Linked DNA regions of Mus musculus: region 1 is linked to region 2. The links are chromatin contacts, called in public Hi-C maps. All regions are on one chromosome and are shown on one strand. Each heading gives the region's core, a stretch centred on a gene start, on an enhancer-like site or on the middle of the called end of the contact. The rest is flanking DNA. Distances are from core to core; before and after follow the strand shown. Region 1 overlaps Bmper (BMP-binding endothelial regulator). Region 2 overlaps Gm36743 (a long non-coding RNA gene).

Region 1 (6,282 bases), core at 2,434-4,933, 350 kb after region 2:
AACTCGAAGGAATACTTTTCCTGACATTGCCAGGGGCTTATCATAATATGGGTTCATAGACATTTTTGGGAAAGTTGATACTTGATGAGTCATGTATGTCTTAATTCCTATTCTATTCCTGTGAAGAGACACCACAAACAAGGCAACTCTTATAAAAGCATTTAATTTCACACTTCTTTAGTTTCAGAATGTTAGTCTGCTATCATCATGGAGGAAAGAAGATAGTTGAGAGCTTTACATTGTGAATTATAAGCAGCATAGAGAGGGAGGGGGAAGGGAAGGAAAGGGAGAGGGAGGGGTTGGAAGGAGGGAGGGAGGGAGAGAGAGAGAGAGAGAGTGCTTGGCAGAACCTTATAAACCTCAAAACTTACCCGCAGTGATACACCTCCTCCAATACCACCACGCCCCCTAATACTTCTAATTTTTCTCAAACAGTTCATCAACTCAAAACTAAACACACAAATATATGAGTCTGGAGGGAGCATTTTTATTTAAACTACCACAGATGGGATTTGTTATATCAATACTCCCTTCTGTTTGTGTAGAGCTTCCCTCTCTAACAGACTCACTCACGGTTCTTTTTGATTTCTAAGGCAGGTCTGGGAAACCCAAACAACCTCTATTATGTAGAAAATGAAAGAAGGGCAGGAAGAATGGAATCTGTCAGCCCATAATGATCTGGAATTTCTTGTCTCACCGAGGAAGTATGCTGGGGTCTTGAGCATGAAGTTAGAGGCCAGTAGAAGCAAGTCTGGGAGTGTGGTAAACCCTCTCCTGCTATAGATATTAGACAGGAAACATATTTTGAAGTGAATGGAAAGCTTTTTGTATGACATTAAAGCATGGTGCTAGGAGAGTTCGGCTTAGAGCCATTGTGGATTATTAAAGGAGGACTGAGAAAGCTCTGTAGGAGAGGTGAACATCATTTTTAATTTCTAGTCTGCCTTGCCTTTGGGTCTCTAGGACTCAACAATGGTTTGTAAGAAGAAGTGCTCCCACCCTGGTGTCTGTAACAGTGATGAGGATGCCTGTTGTGAAGACTGTCTCTTACGGGTGCCCCCTGAAGACATCAAAGTGTGCAAGTTCGGTAGCAAGATTTTCAGGGTATGTATGAGAGAAGCCATCATGATGTCATGAGCTTGTGGGAGCCATCAAAATGGCCATTAAAAAGCTCTGGACATAATTCAGATTAGAATTTTGCATAATTTATACATTTAAAACCACACATGTATATTTAGTATATTAATTTACAAATGCATATATATAAAATCAGAATATGGAAGATGCCAAATGTGTCAGTGTTATTGGTCTTTCTACATGTCATCAGCCAATGCCTGAGGCTCAGCTCAGCATGCCAAATGGCTGGTATAGTTATGGTGCCCAAATGATTGAGAGCATACCATTTATTTGGGCATGCTAAGTATACCTTGTTAAGATCATGACCATGGCAAGATCCTGATGGATCTAAAACTTGGCACTTTCAGCAAAATCTTACAAATTTCATTTATAAAAAGGCTCAACTGGAAAGTGTTAAGATGAGGATGTTTACCATGTAAGTGTAAGTATATGTTCAAGAGTCTAACTCCAAGGTACTCAAAGGCTTGCTTACTGGCCTTCCAACATCACCTGGCATGTGATCTATACTGTTTTATAGTGATCTTAAGTGGAAAGCTGTGTCATAAGCATTTGGCTTCAGGAAGCAGGTGAAGGCTTTGTTCATTCTATCTCCTCTCTCCTATCTGCTATGGTTTCCTTAAAGATGAGGGAGACTTTGTACCAAAGATGTGCTTGATGATAGCCATGAGCACCTAGGCTCTTAATGCCATGTCAGAGTGGGAGCCCCCTCAGGGTCCCATTCACTGACGTGATTACAGAGAGGTCTGGATTCTTATGGACCCTGCAAGAAAGAAGAAAATGCCATACGCCCATCATGAGAGGGCGATACAGCAAGTTTTCAGAGACACTCATGTAAAATACTCTTTATTCAAAGCTACCATTTGTACCCAGAGCACCAAGATAAAACAATAATGCTCCTCCCATCATAGTGCTTTGAACAAAACACTTTCAAACCTCTTTCTAAAAAGATTTCTTTTAGCATCTGAGGTCTAGAGCACTTTACAGAGATTGTGAGCCCTGAAAATATTTGTCCATAAGTTCGATGCCCTTTACAGACAAATTCAGTTAGTTTTCTCTCACCTGAAAGGCAGCAGGGGGTTGGCAGTCCTTAACATATCTTCAAAAATCGAGAAAGGACAGGATGCACCAAAGATCTTGAATCTGTGTGCCCGGGAAGGATCCTTCATCTTGTCTCTATATCTAACTCTGTTGTCTGATCGTTCAAACTTGAGCCCAGGTATGTATGTATCCTGCCTGATGTGTTCTGGCTGAGCACTGACTGCACACTATAAATCTGACAAGGTCAATGCATTCATTGAGTGCCTTTCTCGCCAAGCAAGAGTCCAGTCTATGTCTCAAAGTGCTATACTACATTTTGGGAGGAGAGTGTAAGCAAGAGTCATGTCTCTAGGGCTGGTCTGTCTGACCTTTGTATATTCATGGGTGTTCACCAGTTGTCTGCCTGGCCACTGAGAATTATTTGAATACCTTCCATTATCTTCCTGTCCTGGGTGGCTCAAGGGCAAGGCATAGCTGTCTTACATCACTGTGTCTAAGCATCTCAATTAACCGTGATGCCTGTTGTATCAAGTATTTCAACTCCATTAATTGAAGGTTAGGATCTGCTCATGCATCAAGTATAAAATTCATATTTTCTTGTCTTCTGGGGTGAAAATTAAAACACATGAGGACATGAGGGGCAAGATGTAAGCATGACTTGCTACCCCCAGAAGAATGCTCTGTTTTTTGGGCCAAGATTTTCCTACCTTTAAAACAGTGTCTGAAACCTTCCCTGACCATTGTGTTAAGTGGTCAGAGTCACCTGACCTAGGCAGCTTAGTCATGCTCTCCTCAATGGCGAAACCATAACCCACTTGCTCAGCTCTCCCTGTAGTTCAATTCTGTGCTGTGTCCTGTAGGATGGAGAGATGTGGTCCTCAGTCAACTGCAGCATCTGTGCTTGTGTGAAGGGGAAGACAGAGTGTCGAAAGAAGCAGTGTGTTCCTGTCAGCAGCTGCCCACAGGTATGTAGGACATTTGGCTTCTTTTTTCTCTGTTACCTTGAGAAATGCACGGCATATGCCATTTTCTGAAGACAACCGGGAATTCCCAAAGCTTACATATATACTGCAAGAGATAAAGCCTGTTGTTCAGCACCCTGATTCTTTCTTTCCATTCCTATTTGGAGTCCAGCCTTGTGTGACAAAACTCTTGTCTCCCTTGCTGCTATCTTCCTGCTATTTATTGACATCTCTCAAACCTCTGTAAACACTTCTTCAGCTTTCTTGCCTAGATCTTGTTTTCTATTTTTGGATTTTCAATTTAACGTCATAACCACATTTTGCTTCTCCTTCCTTCTTTTTTTTTTTTCTTCAAATCTCAGCTTTCCTCTCATAGCTATGGTAATATGATGTGGTTGTTTAATAGGAACTTCCCAAGGAGGATTTCCTTGCCTAGCAGAAGCCCCAACTCCTCTGCAGAAAATTCTGCTCTAGCCCTGCCTCCATTGTAGCCCCACATGGAAACAGCATCCTTATGGAAATACCTCTTTTCAAAAACCCACAGCCCAGGCTTGAATAAAGCCACCATTATCTTCGGAAGCATGGGCTCCATTGAATTCACCTCAGCAACTTGAAACCTTTCAAGGCTTTGTACGTTTTGAGAAAATGTCAAACCTATTTAGTACCTTCCAGTGAATGAAGAAAACATATCCATATATTCAGAGCATGTCCTCTATTCTCCGTTATAGAAAGCTTTTAATTTTATTCACATCTGCTATTATTATAAACAAAAAGTTGCTGTTTTTACTTGAGTGCCAAATGAGGCACAAAAAAACAACAGCTGTTGCCGTTGCACAACTGAATTGGTGGGGAGGGGGGAGAAAAGGGAAAAAAATCCCCTAATTAGTCTTGCTTTAAAAAGCCTCAGACATAAAACTGAAAACTTCCCATAAAAGAAAAAAAAAGTAGGTACAATAAGCAGACTTGATCTTGGGCTGCTTATAAATATTCATTGGGAAAAATGGAATCACATCATTTCTGCCAGTCCTCGGGGAACCCTCAGTGCTAATGAACTCTCCCAGCACATGTTAGTAATAATGGGCTTCCTTATTCTACAAGACAAAACCGAGAAGTGGTGCCAACCTGGTGGCTGGAGTAACTCGCCTCAGCAGGCCACTGCGGGGTTTGCAGCTTAGCTTCTGCTCTGCCACTTGTAGCTGGGTCGGTGGTTTCTGCTGGGAGGTCACAGCTCCTTATGTTGCCTGCTTCTCCCTAGTGATCTTACTGGGTGTGCTACACTCAGGCCAGGCATGTCCGTCCCTCCCAGGAAGGCCTCTGCCCAGCCCCCAGCCCTGCCCCCTCTGCCCTTGCTTCTCAGTGCCCTGACTTGGCTAGGCCCTCCAGGACCACCTTTCTGTTTCTAGGCATCTTTCCAACTTGGTTTCCCCCCTCACACTTCCCCTTCTCAGAGGCCAGCACAAGGTCTTTGGAAGATAGTTTAGCTCTACCATGAAATACCTTAAAAAGAAAAGACAGCAGCTTAGCAGTTTATTTCTCCTTCCCTACATTGATTAGGGAAATTTTAAAAAGAAAATTAGAAAAACTAGAAGGTCTTTGTGCAACCCCCACACACTGTAACCTTTCCAGTTAAAACCTACCCCCTCCCCTTTTCAGAAGGAGCCTATGGTTATAGTCACTATTTGCCCTCCTAGGTAATTTCCAAAGCTCTGGGGGGTGGGACTCTCAGTACACTGTTTCTTAGATAGATATCATGAGTTTATATTGAAGCCATTTCTCTGGTCACAGAAATAAGCTCACTCCCCTGAGACTGTCCACTGAGGTAGGTGCTAAATAGACCCTTCTTCCAGATGAGGCTACAGATCATCCAGACAGCCCAGGCTCTCTGACCTCACAGTCTGTACTTTATTTTTTTCTCTCACCTATTTACTAACAGGAGCAGCTTTACTGAACAAGGGAAATGGCTGTGTCTGGTGAGATATAGCTGCGGGGAATCTCCCAGTCTCCTTTGATTAGAAACATAGCTTTAACTCACACCATTCCAATGGGGCAACCTGCCTTGTCTGAGCCTCTGTGGAAATCATTCCATGGAGCTTGGATGATCTTTGGTTTTGTCCTTGAGGAATTAAACGAGATACCCTTTGGCATAAATTCTCAGCCTGTGGGTCAAGATCTCTTTGAAATGGGGGTGGGGTTGAATGACCCTTTCACAGGGATTATATACCAGATACTATGCATATCAAATATTTATATTATGATTCATAACAATAGCAAAATTACAGTTATGAAGTAGCAAGAAAAACTTTTATAGTTGGGGGCCACCACAACATGAAGAACTGTAATTAAGGGTCTTAGCATTATCTATGGCATGTAGAGTTTAGTATGTCATAGGAGGATTAATTGGTGCAAGAAATGAATGAGACATGGCTTTAGTTCTTTGGTAGCAAAATGTCATTTGAAAAGCTAGTGTGATTATTTCTTTTGAAATATTCAAATCTGCTCTGCAAACCACTCACCAGTGGTGAGCAGAGACTGGGCTCTGGGTCTTTGTCCTGGGCTTGGGCCACATCTTAGTGCACTTTGCTTCCTTTGTTCTCTGTGGAAAGGGGGATGAGGTCACATGTCCTCAGAGTGTCATTGTGAATTTCAAATGAGAGGAAGCATGAGGCACGTACCACAGTCTGTCCTGCAGACAGTTGAAAATACATGTCTCGAAGAACTGTGGCTTAAAAAAAAATCTGTAGTAAAAGAACATGGCCTGCAGTGTCACATAAAATGAAGTTAACTTTCTGTTTCTATCATGCTATGTTACTGACACAAGTTTCTTCACCCATGGAAGGGGAAATCCTCAGCTCAGAACGATTTCGCACTTCTTGGTAACAATGACTATCATATCATTAAGCCTTAAGGGATTGGCTCATTAAGTCCTCCTGAGCAACCCGCTGTTAGGTCATGCAGAAAGTGTTGTTCCTGAAGTGTTCATCAGCTTCTGCTACATTTCCTTTTCCCTGTGATGAATCACTGAGTCAGAGATAAAGAAAGACCATTCTCTGGTACAGGTCTGGAGAATATGTGTTCTTCTTTAAAAAGTGAAAAGATATTTGACTAGGAAATGGCAGTGTATTTCGAGAGCAGAGAGACAAAATGA
Region 2 (7,119 bases), core at 342-2,841:
TTTCAAGACAGGGTTATCTAGGGATCAGTGAGAGCCCCTGGGTGTGTGCATGCGAGCGAATTTCTGGGAACTCAAAGTGATGTAGACAAAACTACATGCTACATATAGTTATCTAAATATTTACCGAACAGGAGATTTTTTTTTTAGAATATATCTGGAGGAACTAAAACAAACAACACCCCAAAACAAAACAAAAAATGGAATCATATATACGAATAATCCACCAAATGGGCAGCGGACACAATCAGACTTTTAAATGAAGAAAAAACAAATAGCTGATAAATATGTGAACTGTTCAACATTCTTAGCTACCTGGGAAATGCTACATGGAGAACCCATTTCACCCTAGGCCAAGGGTAAAGTCTAGAAGATAAGAAGCAGCACAAGCTGGTGAGGACGCTGGGTTGGGGAGGAGCCGCTGGTGGGCATGTGAACTAGTGCAGCTGCACTGGAAACTGGTACAGAGGCTCCCTCAAAAAACTAAGAATAGAACTACCATGTGATCCAGCCACACTGTGATCCAGCCACACTGTGTGATCCAGCCACACCGTGTGATCCAGCCATACTGTGTGATCCAGGCACACTGTGTGATCCAGGCACACCACAGGCTGAATAGAACTACCATGTGATCCAGCCACACTGTGTGATCCAGCCACACTGTGTGATCCAGCCACACCACAGGCTGAATAGAACTAACATGTGATCCAGCCACACTGTGTGATCCAGGCACACTGTATGATCCAGGCACACCAACAGGCTGAATAGAACTACCATGTGATCCAGCCATACCATGTGATCCAACCACACTGTATGATCCAGCCACACTGTGTGATCCAGCCACACTGTGTGATCCAGGCACACCAACAGGCTGAATAGAACTACCATGTGATCCAGCCATACCATGTGATCCAGCCCTACCACTGGCTGTTCACTGGATGGAATCTAAGATCTCGACAGAGATGCCTGACACACATCAACAGAGGCCCTTTTACTGCATCTTCACTGTCATCATTGCTAGGAATGAGCAGAGAATATGAATGACTTTTCTTTTCACATCATCACTGGCACTGAATAACCTGCTGGTGTTTGCTGATCTGGTAGATTACGTCTCTTGGTTATGTGTCTGGCAAGTTTGCCAGTCATCTGTTTGGCTTTCCTCTGCTTGCTTATCTATGCTTGGATTGTTATCTTTCATTTACGTTGCAAATATATTGCCCAATTTGCTATTGTTATATTAATTTTTGTGGTAGTTTTTTTACTTCGTAGAACTTTTAACTTCTTGTACATTCAGATGGTTAAATCTATCAAATATTTAAACTAAAATTGTTAGCTTTTGCTGTTGAATTCTGTTCAATTAAAACTTGCCGTTACGTGTGCTGTGCGAAAGAACATTAGGGGTATAAGTAACAGTCAACTTTGTCTCAGGGGAAACTGGAAATTTAGTTTTGGGACAAGATAGATAAAACTATAGTCAATAATATAAGCTGTCCACGATGAGTGTCAAATATTTGGCACAGTACTAGGTGATTTCATGTTTGCTGCCGGGAAACAGAGAGCAGAGAGAACCAGGGGCTGCTGAGTCCATGACTGGATCAGCCAGATGACTCATGGCAGCATAGGATGTCAGGGCCGGAACGGCCTGGAGAACGACTACTCCGATCTCTGCACATGGAATAAGCATTCTGACTTAGCAGTGACTGAGCTCCTACCCACACGATAGCTGCACTGTCAGTCCCACCAAAGGCTCTCCAAGGTGACGTGGGCTAGCTACCTCAGGCTGTGTTCACTCCAGGTTCTCAACACTGAGAACAGTTGTCACTCAGCCTACTACAGTTCCATTGAACCTGCTAGTGCCAACACCAGAGTCCCATTGCTGTGAGTGGGGTCCCGGGGTACAAAGGCAATCAAGGCTGAGGGACTTGTCAGATGTGCTCCTTGGCTCAAACTCTTTCTCTCTGACTGGGGCTCTAGGTCTTAAGAGAGTAGGTTTCTATGTGGGACCTTCCCTTTGATCTGAATGTTGGGATTCTACTCTCTTCTTTATTTCATACAGCCATTGAACAACAGCTTCTTAATTGTATGGCTCCTTGTCAGTGTTTGATTGTTTTTTTACCATAAGAGTTTCCAAAGCACCTGGAACTCAGGGTACTCTCCCTAAGAGTGAGGGCAGGAAGTCAGGCATGGCAGTTCATCTGACAGCAGGAAGAAGGCTAAGGCAGGAGGATCACTGGGTATTTGAGAATAACTGAACTTACAGAGTGAGTTCCAGTCTAACCTGTGATACAGAATGAGACCCAGTTTTGGACAAACAAACCCAAATAAAAACAGGAAGTAACAGCAGGATCTGTTAACTGGTGGGGCAGCTCGGTAGCACTAAGGGTGCCTTCTCTATCATCTTTGCCTTCTTTTGATTTCAAAATAATTATAGATCACAGTAAACTGTAACAAAAGCAGTGCAGAAAAAGCCCAGGAGCCTAGCACCCAGCTTCCCCCTGCAGTGATGAAATGAGAACTTTGATTGGCTCAAGAGCATCAGGCACCTTGTGGATGCTGTTCCCATCCTTCAGCCTCAGGCACGCGCTGTATGTTCGGTGCTTTCTGTGCTGTAGATTCACATGACCGCAGATCTAGCTCTGGAACCGCTCCAGCGGCCCAGGAACTGCTCACCAAAGACACCGCTTCCAGCAGGACTCAGGTTACCTGTCTTCCATCTCTACAGTGTTCCCTTCATCTACGGGCAGTGGTTCTCAACTCCCACAGGGGTATCCTAAGACCATTGACAAACACAGATATTTACATTACCATTCACAACAGTAGCAAATTACAGTTATAATTAGTGACAAAGGTAGTTCTATGGTTGGGGCTCACAACAACGTGAGGAACTGTATTAAATGACTGCAGCACCAGGGAGGTTGAGAACCACTGATCTACAGAATGCTAGTGCCCACTCTTTTAAGATTAGCTTGTTTTATTCAGTATAATGCCCTCATATAGAAACCCAAGTTGTTTCCCAAGTCAATAATTTCTTCCTTTCTATAGCTAAGTAGTGCTCAGTCGTGCGGGCGGAGCACAGAGTTTACCACTCTCCTACTAAAGGATATTTGAGTGGTTTCCACGGTTTCATATAGCAAAGCAGCTCAAACCGTGTAAGTGGTCTGTGAGTTTAAAGGAATCACGGTCAAACAGATGCTGTAGACGATAGCTCTTTCCCATAGCGGAACCTTTGTTGCCTCTGTTATCAGAGGCAATCTGCTACGGGCTGCAGGGGCCACCCCCACATTGCTTGTGCACATGCCCCATTACTGGAAAAACAAACAAATCAACAACAACAAAAAAAAAAACCCCTTAGTATTACTCCTTTTTGATATCACAATATTATTACATTTTTTTTACTCCTTTTCTATAGCCCCGAGAGAGCCCCATAAGAGATCTTGCTTTGCCCAGCTCTCTGCTAGTCCCTAGTTTTTAGAGAGCCAGGTTCCCCACAAAGTAAATGTTTCAGTAAATGAATAAAGTCTAGCAGATAAGGAGGGAGTGGAAGGAAGCCATTCTAGGGTTGGATTAGAAAGTCAGAGTCAAATCAAGCCCCTACCCCTTTCTGGCTCTGGTTTAAACTCTACTAAAGTGTCTATTAGCAACAGCACCTCTGTCAGGGACACTGGAGGGTCAGGTGATTCTCTTTGTATGAATGCACTTTGCAAGGCAGTGCCATGATGACTGTCTGAAGGGATCTCCACACTGTCTTGTTTTCTCCTCTCTTCTCTTTACGCTCGCCCTCCTCCATGGGAAACTCATTATGACCACCAAGGAGATCACCTGCACCCTTGGGAGGTAAAAAAACAAAAACAAAAACAAAAACCATCCAGGCAGTTGCCAAGCATGAAATCATGGCCTTCTTGTGACATTCCATCCAGTAGAGGGCGACAGCTCCTTCCTGCTGAGTCCCATAGCTTCACTTGGAATACACATGGTCACTTAGTTATTTATGTGTGTTTGTTTTTGAAGGGAGCACACACGCCCACTGCAGTCATTCAGTAGGCTCACAGGATTCTTGTTTAGCACACTGCGCTGTTGCAGCTCAAGCCCCTCTAGGAGGTGTCTAGCTGCTGAAAAGCTTATTTCCTTTGTTTAGCAGGATTTGTGGTCTTAATTTTCCTGCTTGGCCGAACAAGCCGCAGAGCTCAAGACTTGCTCCCTAGGCAACACCTACATGGTCTACTTGCTGGACACTGCATTCATGGTGGACTGGCTGAGGAGAGTTCTCGGAAGTGCCTGAGCTCCTGAGCCAGTCTGGGACAGTTGGGGAGCATCCTTTCCCCAGGGCACCAGGCAGGGATGCTAGCGAGCAAGGCAGCCCTGCTTTCTCTGAAAATAAAGGGTGGTAGTGGTGGCACTGATTACTTCTATTAGTGAAAACAGCTGGGGATTAAGAAAGCATCAACAAGATTGTTACCAGTCCAAGCCTCGCCAGCCCTTCCTGAATTTATCAGTACTGATGGGGACAGAGCAGGGTGAAGTAGGAGGTGGCAGGTTAAAGTGAGATGATAGAGTGTTGAGAGCACCCCATCCCCGACCCTCCTCTTTCCTCTTAGTTAAGAAGGAAGATCAAGAAACAAAATAAACTTGTCTAACTTGCTCTGGTGGGAACCACATTCACTTCCTCAACTTCCTGAGAATCCGGCATGCTTGAAAAGAGCATTCCGAAAAGCACTGAAGGCCACTGTATGTGGGCCGTAGGTGGAGGAAGGTGGCCTGCTGCAAGGGTCACCCCTGCCCAGTGGTCTCACTGCTGCCCAGAGTGACTGTGGGAATCCATTCCTCTTTCTGTGCAACCATTTCATTCCCTGCATTCTGTTCAGTTTCTTTGCTAAATGTTGCCCCATCGATAAAGTATTCCCAAGACACCCTTAGCTTTGGGTAGGGAGGAGGCTTTGGTCACTCTCTGGTTTCTTCAAACCCTGGTCTTTGGAGCAATGGGTATTGAGTGTGTGCTCCCCAGTGATGTCAAAACAGAGCTGACACACAAATAGTGACCCAAAGCACACATGGTCAAGTTGTGAGCAAGCCTGGGACAGAGCCCAGCCCCGTGGACAAGATGGCTCAGGGTATGTCAGCTGAAGCTGAAGCTGGCCAGAGCCGGCAGGGATGCTGACCTTGTTCTTGTTCTGTTAACAACCCCACAGAAGCAGAGCATATCTCCAATGGGTAAAATCTAAATTTAGCCCCCAAAGAAGCTACTTTCCCATTCTGCTGGAGGAAAGTTCTTTTCACTGGTATGGGCCTTGGCTTTGATTAGGTGGGAGGACCCACATCTGGGAATACATAAACTTTATTGTTCTTGGATGACAGTACATTTTCCTTGCCTACTGGTTTTCCGCCTTTCCCCCCAATGATCTGGGCTTGTGACCTTATTGGCCAAAATGAGCCACTTTGCCTTGGACTGGACTGCCTAGAAGGTCACACCTACACTGGAGTCCACACTTGGAGGGATTATGTGTCCCCTCTTTACCTCTTGAGACAGTTCTGGGAAGGTTGAGTGTAGCAGAGAGAGGGACTCTGCGTGTGTGTGAATGGTGCCCTGGGGATTGGGCCCAGGTTGCATCCTTAGGACCAGGTTCTAAAACCCAGGAGCCCAAGAAGGCCAGGGCTTCCCTGAGGTTCAGGGATCTCAGACTGCAGTGGACTACTTGGACAGTCATCAGTTTCAAGAGGATGCCCTGCGGGGTCAGGTTTGTAGTGCCCCACCCCCACCCCCGTGGCCAGGTTTCCTACAGAATCTCCTCTAGAGTGATCTGCCATTCACATTTTGAGTGAGTAGCTGGGGGAAGTTTTATTCCTCTAAAGCTCAGTTGCCCAAGTGCATGTTTAGTCTCTTTTGACAAATGTCTCCTTTGATGTCCAATGACACAAGCTCTGGTTAACTCATCTATTTATGAAGTTCGGAAATGTAGGGCAAAGAGCATTCCCTTGGACTCAGATGAGCTAGGCTGCTGGGTGGTCTGTTTTTACTACTTATTAGCTGGATGACACTGGGCAAGGTACCTTCTCCAAGCGTCTGGTTCCTCGCCTGGAAAACAGCAATAATGAGAGAACTCGGCTCTGTCAGCAACAAGTCAGACATTATATATCTTCAAGCACTCTTTATAAACCTAGCTTGCAGTCCCTATAAAGGGATCATGTCTGGTAGCAAATGTCTCATGAGGTTCGATAGACCGTGTCTCAGCCTCTTGGGACAAACTCTCACTAAATAACATTAGGTCTTCAGAGACTCAAGGAGCTCGTCCTGACCCCCATGTTACCTCCTGTCTCTGCTTTTGTTTACTGTCTTGAATCCTGCTTCCTTTTCCTGCAAATGACATGGAGAATGTCTAGTAACAACAGCTCCTCTGCTAACTACTCTCGAGCAACACGTGTCCTGTTTTTATTTATGTGGCTTTGCTAACTTGGAGGTTGAAAGCAATGACACCCATTGGCAGAGCTTGCCCGGTGACTCAGCGAGGGCACAGGAAGTCGGAGGGAGACACTTGAATGCTGTGACCATCATCGAATTCAGGCATGCTTTCTGATTGCAATCTAGACTCGGCGTTTTTCCATGCTCTTTCGCCTGACATTCAATATTAAGGCCGAAACAAGTGTTCCCATTTAACAGTGACTCATGCAGCACAAAGAAATTAGACTAAGTCTAAAAAGAAATTAGGCTCTGGGTGAAGGAGAACTGGACAGACACTTTCTTACTGTAACTTTCCAGAATGCCCTGGATAGCCCCCAGGAGTTCTCAGGATGGACAGAGCTTTGGAACATTTTACAAGCTAGTAAAACATTGTTTGAGGGGCAATAGATTCTTTGGAATTTATCTGCATGGCTGACGTCACCCTCTCAGCACGGGGAGCCAAACTGTCTCCAAGTCTCTGGCCCTCTTCTGGTATTATTTCCCAGTAGTTAAGATCAAGTGAACCTTCAAGTCACTTTCCTGTCAGATATTATTGCAACAAAGAGTGACCCTTTCTGGGCCAAGGAGGCTTCCTCTTCAGATTGAAATGGAAGGGAAATTGATGGCTTTTCTCAGCCCCAGTTGCCTTCTCTGCAGACAGCTGTCTGGAGAGCCCAAGGCTTGTAGCT

What was found. Hi-C and Micro-C count contacts between places; a contact is called where the count stands out from the background.
Region 1: a contact with region 2 is called in a Hi-C map of muscle stem cells, with 2.5 times the contacts expected there. The contact joins two enhancer-like sites. A contact is called at or near these places in 12 of 484 Hi-C or Micro-C datasets (cerebral cortex, cortical neurons, embryonic fibroblasts and 5 more), 2 of 115 datasets of contacts at active chromatin or transcription factors (astrocytes and fibro-adipogenic progenitors) and 1 of 9 other capture datasets (embryonic trunk).

The regions. Positions count from the first base shown.
Region 1 is chr9:23,374,603-23,380,884 of GRCm38.p6, forward strand. It overlaps Bmper (BMP-binding endothelial regulator), which reads left to right. Exons shown (of 15, transcript NM_028472.2): 9 at 964-1,104; 10 at 3,036-3,140. Among named protein-coding and RNA genes, the nearest start is that of Bmper, 150 kb to the left of the region's middle. Within about 2 kb of position 3,684, at least 70 of the 459 cell types and tissues checked have an H3K27ac peak or open chromatin away from gene starts, as enhancers often do. A contact at or near this core is called in muscle stem cells, where this site is marked.
Region 2 is chr9:23,023,865-23,030,983 of GRCm38.p6, forward strand. All of the region lies in intron 1 of Gm36743 (a long non-coding RNA gene), which reads left to right. Among named protein-coding and RNA genes, the nearest start is that of Gm36743, 31 kb to the left of the region's middle. Within about 2 kb of position 1,592, at least 27 of the 459 cell types and tissues checked have an H3K27ac peak or open chromatin away from gene starts, as enhancers often do. A contact at or near this core is called in muscle stem cells, where this site is marked.